Linked DNA regions of Mus musculus: region 2 is linked to region 1. The links are chromatin contacts, called in public Hi-C maps. All regions are on one chromosome and are shown on one strand. The core of a region is the stretch at or near the end of the contact, and the rest is flanking DNA. Distances in the headings are between cores, read along the strand shown.

Region 1 (4,613 bases), core at 608-3,107:
AAACAGGTGCTAAAACCCATTCTCTTGAATTCCATAATTTTGGAGTTTACAAAATTCTATGCTGTCAACTTCTTGGGGCAGGATAATCTTACAGTTAGTGTTTGTCTTAGTGTGCAAAAACATGACAGCATAGAAAAGCTCATTCATTGTTTAATACTGTTTATGCCATTATAGATAGCGAATGCTTAGAAAACGTGAACACCGTGGCTCGGCTCTTCCAAGGCTTTTCTTCAGGGTATAAGAAAGGAGAAGCAGGCTGTTAATTCCACTTGAAAATAAAACTTCAGCACAGGCTTTTGGGATAACAAGTAATTATGAAAAAAGTTAAAATCTTCAAAGGTAGAATTTTGTTATTTTGGAAATTCAAAGCGTTAACTATAAAAAAAGTTTCAGAAACTAAGTTTTTGGAGGTAATCTCAGTTCCAGCAATCGCTAATCGTTATCATCATCCCAGAACAGATCGGAGAATTGAAAAAGAAAGAAAATCCACCCAGTAAACTGGGCAAGGAAGGTCTGTCTCCTCCAGACGGGAGTTTCCTCCAAGGCTGTTTTTAGGAACTTAGATTGCCAGTCCATGCAGTCAAAGGAAGAAACACATCCAGCTGTTGGCAGATTCTGATATTTTGTTGCTACTTCTAGGATAGCACAGGTGAATTCTTACTTCAGTGGGTTTCCTTCCTTCTTGGATCTGTTGGAGTTCTTGCCACACCCTTTTCCAAGGACCCACCTATGCAGCACTCCAGCCCCTGCCAGCTTCGCAACTTGCAGAGATCTCCATAGCCAGAAAGGCGCACTGAATCTTCTCACTGCAATGCTAACTGGAACCACGACCACTGCACAGATTGGCTGATAACATACTCGGTTCCACGAGTTCAGCGATCCAAATTTTGACAAGCCATAATCAACAGGCTTTACTTTGGATGCAGTTTTTAAAAATGTATTTTGCTACGAGGGTATAGAATCAGCCAGTACTGGAAACAAGGGTGGGGTGGGTGGGTGGTAGACATATCTTGTCTGCTATATGATATAAACTAAAGTGAACCTACAAGTAGTGGTTGTGGAGGGGGAAATGGGCCTGTATGGAGATGACTCCAATTAAGAAGGCATGTTCAAACTGAGTCGCACGCAAAGAACACACACAATACGAGATCGTTTATCCATACAGTCCCCAAGACCACCGTTCCCGGGGTCCCCGCTGTGATAACCTCGGCAGGTCTGCTGCAACCGCTAGTTCAACAAAGCTCTGCGCAGCGCAGGAAGCTCCGGGCATCCTCTCCCGCTCGCCGCTCACCGCGCGCCCAGCCCTCCCGCCCGCCGGCCCGGGACCTCTCTTCCTGACAGCCCCAGGTAGCCCGCGCCCCGGCTCCCATGCCGCGCTCCGCCCGACCCGTGTTCCCACGTCCCGTCGGCCTCCGGCGCCCCGGAGCGCCCAGACAGCGGCGCAGGGGGAGGGGCGGCGCGGGCCGCGGGTCCCTGGGGCGGCCGCACGCCCCCTCCCGGCCCCGCAGCTTTCCCGCCTTCCCCGTTTGAACAGCTCCCGCCGCCTTCCTCCTGCGGCCCGCTCGAGCCCCTTCCCCGGGGCGGCTGCAGCCGCTACTCCAGTTCCCGGCTTGGCCCCCGAGCTAGGCCGCGGCGGGCCTGAAGCGCCTCCCGGACGGTGTCGGGGGGCCGGAGCGGTGGGCGGAGGCCGGGCGGGGCCGTTGCCGCCCCGGGGTGGGGGTCCGGACGGGTCTGGTGGGGGCTCCGCTCGCCGCTACCTTCACTCGGCTCGCTCGGATCCCGCCTCAGCGCCGCCGACGGCCGCCATCTTGGAGAAGGAGAGAAAAGCGCGAGCAACAAGGGCGCCTCAGTCGAGCCCAGAGCGCAGACTCCTACTGCAGCGGGGCTACCGCGCCGGCGAAAGAGCGTCGAGCGCATCGAATAAACCTGCTTGTTGAGCGCGGTCGCGGTACCGTTTGAGAATACACTCCTCCGTTGCAGGTTTAGTCTAGAAATCTCTTCTCGGTCTAAACAAATAATTTCAAAAGTCTCCTGTTTATTCTTCAATAAAAATATCTTTCTGTAAAGAAATTGCGAATAAAAAATATCAGGCAATTAGATTAATGTAGCCAAACACCTGCCCCAACCCAAAGTCTTTACAGCTCCGTAAACTTCTATGCAATTAGAACAGTCGTTCTGAAGCAATGGAGCTTGGCTTTGGATTTTATACGTTCACTGTCAGTTACAATTTTATGTACTTATCTACCACGTGCTTATACAAACCTCGAAAATTTCATGACAGACTTAAAATTAGACAATTAGCTTTGTATTCTCTTTTAGGAACTCATGGGTCCTTCTCCGCAATCTCGGTCCTTTCTGGTCACCTAATAGTAGCCCTTCTTGTTCTCCTTTTACCCCTAAATCTTTTGTATTTAAGACAGAATGTTATGCTGTTTATTTCAAGACAATCTGTTCTTTGCCGGACTCAGAGCGATAAGGGTTAATAGCCGTATTTATTTGTAATTTAGCATTTACATCTGGAGAGTAGCCCAGGTGAAGTGGAAGACCATACACTTGTAAGACAAGCTGTTTTCTCACCAAATTATTACACCGCTCACACCAATTTTTGTTTAAGTGTTAAGAGGACTGGTGAATTGGTTCAGTGGGTTAAAATATTTTACACCAAATCTCTGGGTATGTGTTTGACACCGGAAATTTACATGGTGGAAAGAGAGAACTGATTCATGCAAGTTTGACTGCCACAGGAATGTCCCCTAAAAACACACAAAATGGAAATAAATAAGTTACTCTTTCTCTAAGAAACAGGAGAAAACAGTTTCTTCTGATTTATTGAGGAGAACTCAATAAATCAATAGCATTTACAATTTCCAGAGCCTGGTTTAATATAAAGACTCTGTTTTTGTAGCATAGTGTAAGTATATAATAGCCTTCTGTGTGAACAGTGCTCACTCCATCAGGGCAACCAGAAGCTGGTGCCCTCCTCACTGAAAAGACCCAGCCTTCATCTGCTCTAGGGAGGAATTTCTCTTCTGTTTTGCTTTGTCAAAGTCACAGGAGGTAGGCAGTTTTGGCGGGAGGGATGGGTGGAGGAAGCAGCCCTGGCTGTCCTGGAACTCATTATGTAGACAAGGCTTGCCTGAAATTCACAGAAATCCTCCTGCTTCTGCCTCCTGAACACTGAGATTAAAATCATGCACTACTATTAATTCTTATATATAAATATAATTAGATCATGTTCCCTCTTTTCAACCCTTTCCATTTATTTCTCTCAAATTCATGGCCTCTATTTCTTTAACTGTTGGTGTGTGTGCACATGCTCATAGAAGCCAAAGGAATACACCAGATTTCCTGGAGATGGACTATAGACAGTCATGAACTGTACAGTGTGAATGCTGGGAACTGAACTCAGGTCCTTTGGAAGAGTAGTATTCTCTTAACCTGCAGCCATCTCTTCAGCTCCTCAGCCTGTTCTTGACCACAGTACTATCATTCTTGGATCACTGAACATACACTCGTTCATTTATTCGCTGAAACAGTCCTTATGGAAAGCACAGGGTATAGCAGGCACTGGGCAAGGTGCTGGGCACTAACAAGAGAACAAAGTCAAGGGTACTTGAGCCTCAGCAGCTGATACTCTGGCTGGGAGGGCAGCAGAAAATAATAAAGCCATGTTGTAGTGAGTGGTGGTGTGTTGGTTGGGGAAGAGCAGTACAGATGCAGGTAAGGGTGGAAAGGCCTGCTCTTTAAAACATGACTCCGGTGCTTCTTGTGATGAGGTGCCTGCTGGCACTTGCTTTGCTGGAAGGGGAATCGGTGGTGGAGTCCAGAAGGCCGAGGCACTCTGAACAAGCTCCTCCTCAGAAGCATGTGGGTGAAGCTTCTCTGCTGTGAGCATCCTAGCATGGCTCTGTGGAATTTGGCAACAGAAGGTGGGAGATGAGCGCTGACCTCACAGAGTCCTCCTTCGGCTTCATGGGACGTAAAGAATACATTCACCATATTGATTGTAGTTGTTGGTTGGGTTGACATAAATCAAGACTCCACCAAACCTAATACTTTAATACATGACAATTTGAGATATTTCAGTTGTTCATCAATAAAGGTATCAAAATATCATAGAGAGACACAAATCCAATTTCTAGGAATGAAAGCTATAATAATGCCTGGGATACCTGGATAAAATAAGCAGCCAATAAGATACCAAAGAGGAGATCTCCTTAAGACCCTGCAAAGACACCACCTAAATGAAATGTACAGAGGAAAAGCCCCAGATGAGGCTTCAATGACTATGGGATAACCTTGAACTTAAGATAAAAGCAATCTGAGAAGCTGAGAAAGGAGAATGAATTTTTATTTGATTATTATCGTTATTGTTGTTATTAAAACTAGAGAGCTACAGTGGTTATGAACGTGGGCTGCTCTTCCAGAGGGCATGAGTTTAGCTCCTAACACCACCCTTAGCTCACAATATGTGTAATTTTGGTTCCTGGGGGAGGGAGGATCCAGTTCCCTCTTCTGGCCTCTGAAGACGCTGCACTCAGGTGGTATGAAAATCTGTATGCAGGCAAAGCATACATAGACATAACATGAAAATAAGTAGAATATGAAAAAAG
Region 2 (4,613 bases), core at 621-3,120, 65 kb before region 1:
TGGTCAGAGGCTCCCAACCTTCCAATCCCTCAGAGGTTTGCTTCTGGTTCTGGTCAGATGTTGGTATCCCTTCCTGTCCCTGAACCACAGTGTTATCCAGGCCATGCTGGACTGAACTTAGGGACTGTGCGTCTTTTCTCCTGCCCTGCCCATTTCCATTCCAGATTCAGGGATCTCAAGAGATGCTCTTGTCAACAGAGAGCCCTCCCCCTCAGGAGAGCAGGATGGAACAGGTAACTCACCCTTTCCGTTGGTCAGCCAGTGAGCTGCCCCGAGTCAGAGCAAACATGTCAAAGTCATCTTCCAGGTGACCTGAGGTCTCCAGAGACTGCAGGCCAGCTCTCACACTTCTGGAGCCAAGGTCTGCAGAGACAGAAGGGCCAGGCAAGAGGCCTGCTGTTCCATTTGCTCTTCCCATGTTCCATCTGGGACTAGGGCTGCTTGCTTGAAGAGCATTAGGGGTGAGGTGGAGGGATTTGGATGGGAAGCCGACTACTGCCCGAGAGCAGTAGGAAGCCCTTCATTTCTGCTGAGTGTGCTCACTTCTAAAGTGGTACCACAGCCGCCTCCTCCCGCTGTGGTGAGGATTAGAAAACAGGAAATCCCTGCCTGTATCACCTGCTAGAGCAGTGGTTCTCAACCCGTGGATCGAATGACCCTTTCACAGGGTTGCATATCAGACATTTACATTATAATTCATAACAGTAGCATAATTACAGTTATGAATTATCAATGAAAATAACTTTATGGTTGGGGGTCACCATAGCATGAGGAACCGTGTTAAAGCATTAGGAAGGTTGAGAACCACTGAGCTAATGGAAGAGGCTGAGCAGCAGAACAGTGCTCAGATCCGACTGCTCACACATGTGGGAGCAGAATGCATTTCTGGGGTTTGGCGTGGAGCAGGCAGTCAATAATATTAAACTCAATTGTAAGCAGACCTTGTGGTGCCAGCCTGTAAGCCCAGCTCCAGGGGAGACTGAGAATAGCCTAGGTTACTAAGCACATTCAAGGACAGTTTGGGGAAATTTGTGAGGCCCTATCTCAAAATTAAAGGGTTGGAATATAGTTCAGTGGTAAAGCACTTGTTTAGCTTGAGGCTTAATCCCCAGCACAAAACAAAACACCCAAAATAAACAACAACAACAACAGCAGCAGCAGTAGCAGCCCAGGAACAACAAAAAAGATAATGACTGCTAATATTACAGGTATACCCACCTGTAATCTCAGGTTTTGGGAGACTGAGGCAGGAGGATGGAGAAAGTTTGAGGCCTACCTAGACAGGCTACTGAGCACTTAGCAACAACCTGGATCAAAAGCCAGCAAAATCAAATCAAACCTAAATTATCTATTTTTTTTTCCCCAGAACAAAGCACCAAAGGAAACCAAGCTGGAGTTTAACTCAGTGGCAAAAATATTGTCTAGCATGGCCAAGGTCCCGAGTTCTATCCTGCAGTGTCACCGGAACGGAGCGCCTTCTGGCCTCGCCCTGATAGAAGCCGCTTTCTGGCAGTTTCTTGCTCTATTCTTCCAACCTTGAAGAGGGGCCCATTCCTTCTTTCCTTCTTCAAGTAGGAAGTGATTACTGAGGCTGAGCAGTCGATTGTCTGATGGTCCCCAGGATGTTCAGGTGGGGTGGATGGAGGGGATGGGGAGGCAGGGCAGAGGGATGGTTAGAGTGCAGTGGGATTTATATTATCCAAGGGGCTCAGGGACATTGGTACTCCCAGGGCATTCTCACAAGTTTTGCCCAATCCTGTAGCAAGATTTGGCTTGGGATCCCAGCAAAGTAAGATGTGGACCAATGCTCTGCTGTTGGCGAGCACAGGAACTTTGAAGCTACCCACACATTGAAACATACCCTTGGCTGGAGTCCCCAGCATACTTACTCATTCCTGCCAGTTGAGATGAGAGGTTGTTTGTGGCTGCGGGGTCAGGACCCATGTCAATCAGGTCAGTAGCTAGCTCAGCTTCACTGGAGGCCTGAGGTGAGGGGAGATGCCTGGATGAACCTTTCAGGATGCAGAGATCTGCCTCCAGGCCCCAACATGTCTGAATGGGAGCTGGGGACTTTCTCCTCCACCTGGGCTCCAGCTCAGCTACACCCCTGGGAGGCTGGGAAGGCCCTGAGGTACAAACTGGTGGTGGCAGAGCCTTATTTCCCTTAAAGGGATAGTGGTGTAAGAAGTCAGAGACTTCCCTATGAGCCTAAAAAGAAGCACCAGTATCCTTTACAAGGAAGGCATCAGGGAGACGGTGAGAACTTCCCTCTCACTTCTATCAATAAAGCATGACACAGTCCCACAAGAGTTGCCTCTTACCTTAGCAGTCTGGCCTGTTCGGAAGCGTTCAAACCTACAAGACAGAAAATACCCCAGTCAAAAAGAACAGATGGACACAGTTCCCAGAGGACCCCAGATCATTACCAGGATGAGGAGATAACTGGTCTACCCTCACAGATGCAGCGCATGCTCGCTGTTCTCATGCTATCACTAGCAGAGCCCCTGTTTCGCTTGCACAGGGCTGGGAGGCATTTGATCACTCATAGGAACACTTTGCAATGGTCAGCAAGAAACAAGGTCACAGGAACACAAAAGAAAGGGACACTCAGCAAGCAGAGTTGAGCACTGCTTTGTCAACTGTCTAGTTACTTACTCTACATTTGAGAATGTATGGTTGGCTCTCAAAGATGGCCACTTGTCTCTAACCCTGACTACTTAGGGGCCAGGGGCTAGGGAGGTAGGTGGAGAAGACCTTAGTGACCAGCCTGTTGGAGTTCTGGCCTGGTATAAAGGACATCACTTTTGAATTCATTTTCTGTTCTAATGTCTCTGGGCACCTGCCTGCTAGCTGAGGTGATGACTGAGTTGAGGCACTGAGTAGCAGTTGGCTGGCACCAGAACAAACTGGTAAATTAGGGGCCTGATGCTAGAGAACTGGGGGACTACCACACAGTGCACCTCAAGATGGCAAAGAAGGAGCGGGGCGGTGGTGGCGCACCCCTTTAATCCCAGCACTTGGGAGGCAGAGGCAGGTGGATTTCTGAGTTCGAGGCCAGCCTGGTCTACAAAGTGAGTACCTGGACAGTCAGGGCTACACAGAGAAACCCTGTCTCAAAAACAAAACAAAACAAAACAAAACAAAACAAAACAAACAAACAAACAAAACAAGATGGCAAGGAGGAGAGGATGTGCATCCTCTTGGGCTAGTGAACAGGAAAAACTGGCCAACTGTTGCCCTCAGGGGCCCAGCCCCTCTCGACTGACTGCAAACCACACAGCAAGTGGGGAACACACAATAGACACAAGGAGTGGGAGGTGGCTAGATAATAACCATTTCTAGAGCAGAGCACTTTGCTTCCTGCTTTTATGACTACCCACTACCCAAGCAGCTCAGTGACGGGGAGAGAGCTGGGGGCTCTGGTAGCTTGCTGATGTCTGAAAAGGGCACAGGGAAAATGACTGAGTAGCCGAGGCCACGGCCCAGGTGAAGGTGTGGCAGGACTACCGTTCATGGCGCAGAAACACGTTGTTGAGGTTGTCGTTGATCATGAGCAGCTCCTCCGTCAGCTGCTCATTGGAGATGCGTGGGATAAGCTCCAGGATCCGCTGCTGCATGGCACGGCAGGTGCGGTTCAGTTCCTACGGGGAGGAGCGAGACATTGAGGCCACACGAAGGACAAGGCTACTCCTCATCAACAGTCCTGGAAGAGGGGTCTTCATGGCTCCACAAGCCTGTTCTCAAGATCACTGCTCAGGTGCTGCAGTGTGGTTACAGTCTTTGAGTTGTGAGATGGGCTCTCACTGTCCCCTAGGCTTGGCCTCAGGTGACCCACAACTTCTGGAGTAGCTGGAAGTGTTAGGCTTCACAATAACATGTAAAGTACCGGACTGAGTCCTGATAATGACTGTGCTGCTTTAACAGGACTGTGTGCAGACTGCAGAGTCAAGTTTTAGCCACCACGTTTGCTTACTTAGAAAAACCTCAGCCTCCTGGACCAGCCAGTCTGGCCCATGTGGTAAGTAGCACAAACAGGAGAGACACTGCCTCAAACAGAGTTGAAGGAGAGAGCTGGCTCCCTAAGGCTGATCTCTTACTTCGATAGCAAGCTGTAGTATTGCCATGTCTCACTCACACACACACCACAGTCACAGATGCACACCTAAGGGGAAAACAGAAGAGTGAGGAGGGTGAGGAGGATGACGGACCTGAGGATGGGGTCGGGTGTGAACACGTTTAACTTCTCTGTTACTTCACACAAGCTTTTGCCCCACTTTTCTCATGGATTGGCTTTTTTCTCTTTTAGTAAAACTTATTTTGGAACAATCTTTCAGATTTATTGAAGAGCTGCAATATGGCACCAAGGTTCTCATGTGCCTTTACCCAGTTTGACATTTGTCAAAACCAAGGCATCAACACTGAAATCAACTAAACTACGTTTCCTGCTAATATCTTTTTGTTTCCTGTTTCTAGATCCTACATGTATTTAGGCACCATGTTACTGATTGGGTTTTAATCACAGTTAAACTTGTTTTGGAAAAAAGAAAAAGATTAAGAGGTTGGGTGTTATGCTATGAATCTGTGACCCGTATAGTCAGGGACTGAGACAGGGG

Evidence for each region. Hi-C and Micro-C count contacts between places; a contact is called where the count stands out from the background.
Region 2: a Hi-C map of olfactory sensory neurons shows a contact between it and region 1, with 2.6 times the contacts expected there. The contact joins the enhancer-like site here to the promoter of Hmgxb4 in region 1. A contact is called at or near these places in 3 of 39 promoter capture datasets (the C10 cell line, neutrophils and pre-B cells), 4 of 484 Hi-C or Micro-C datasets (induced pluripotent stem cells, liver, olfactory sensory neurons and 1 more), 3 of 115 datasets of contacts at active chromatin or transcription factors (the SCID.adh cell line and embryonic stem cells) and 4 of 9 other capture datasets (adipose tissue, embryonic stem cells, liver and 1 more).

The regions. Positions count from the first base shown.
Region 1 is chr8:74,990,894-74,995,506 of GRCm38.p6, reverse strand. Hmgxb4 (HMG box domain containing 4) reads right to left here and starts at 1,857. Exons shown (of 11, transcript NM_178017.2): 1 at 1,758-1,857.
Region 2 is chr8:75,056,183-75,060,795 of GRCm38.p6, reverse strand. Tom1 (target of myb1 trafficking protein) reads right to left here. Exons shown (of 15, transcript NM_011622.3): 8 at 3,508-3,641; 9 at 2,322-2,355; 10 at 1,890-1,983; 11 at 243-363. Among named protein-coding and RNA genes, the nearest start is that of Tom1, 25 kb to the right of the region's middle. Within about 2 kb of position 1,870, at least 5 of the 459 cell types and tissues checked have an H3K27ac peak or open chromatin away from gene starts, as enhancers often do. A contact at or near this core is called in olfactory sensory neurons, where this site is marked.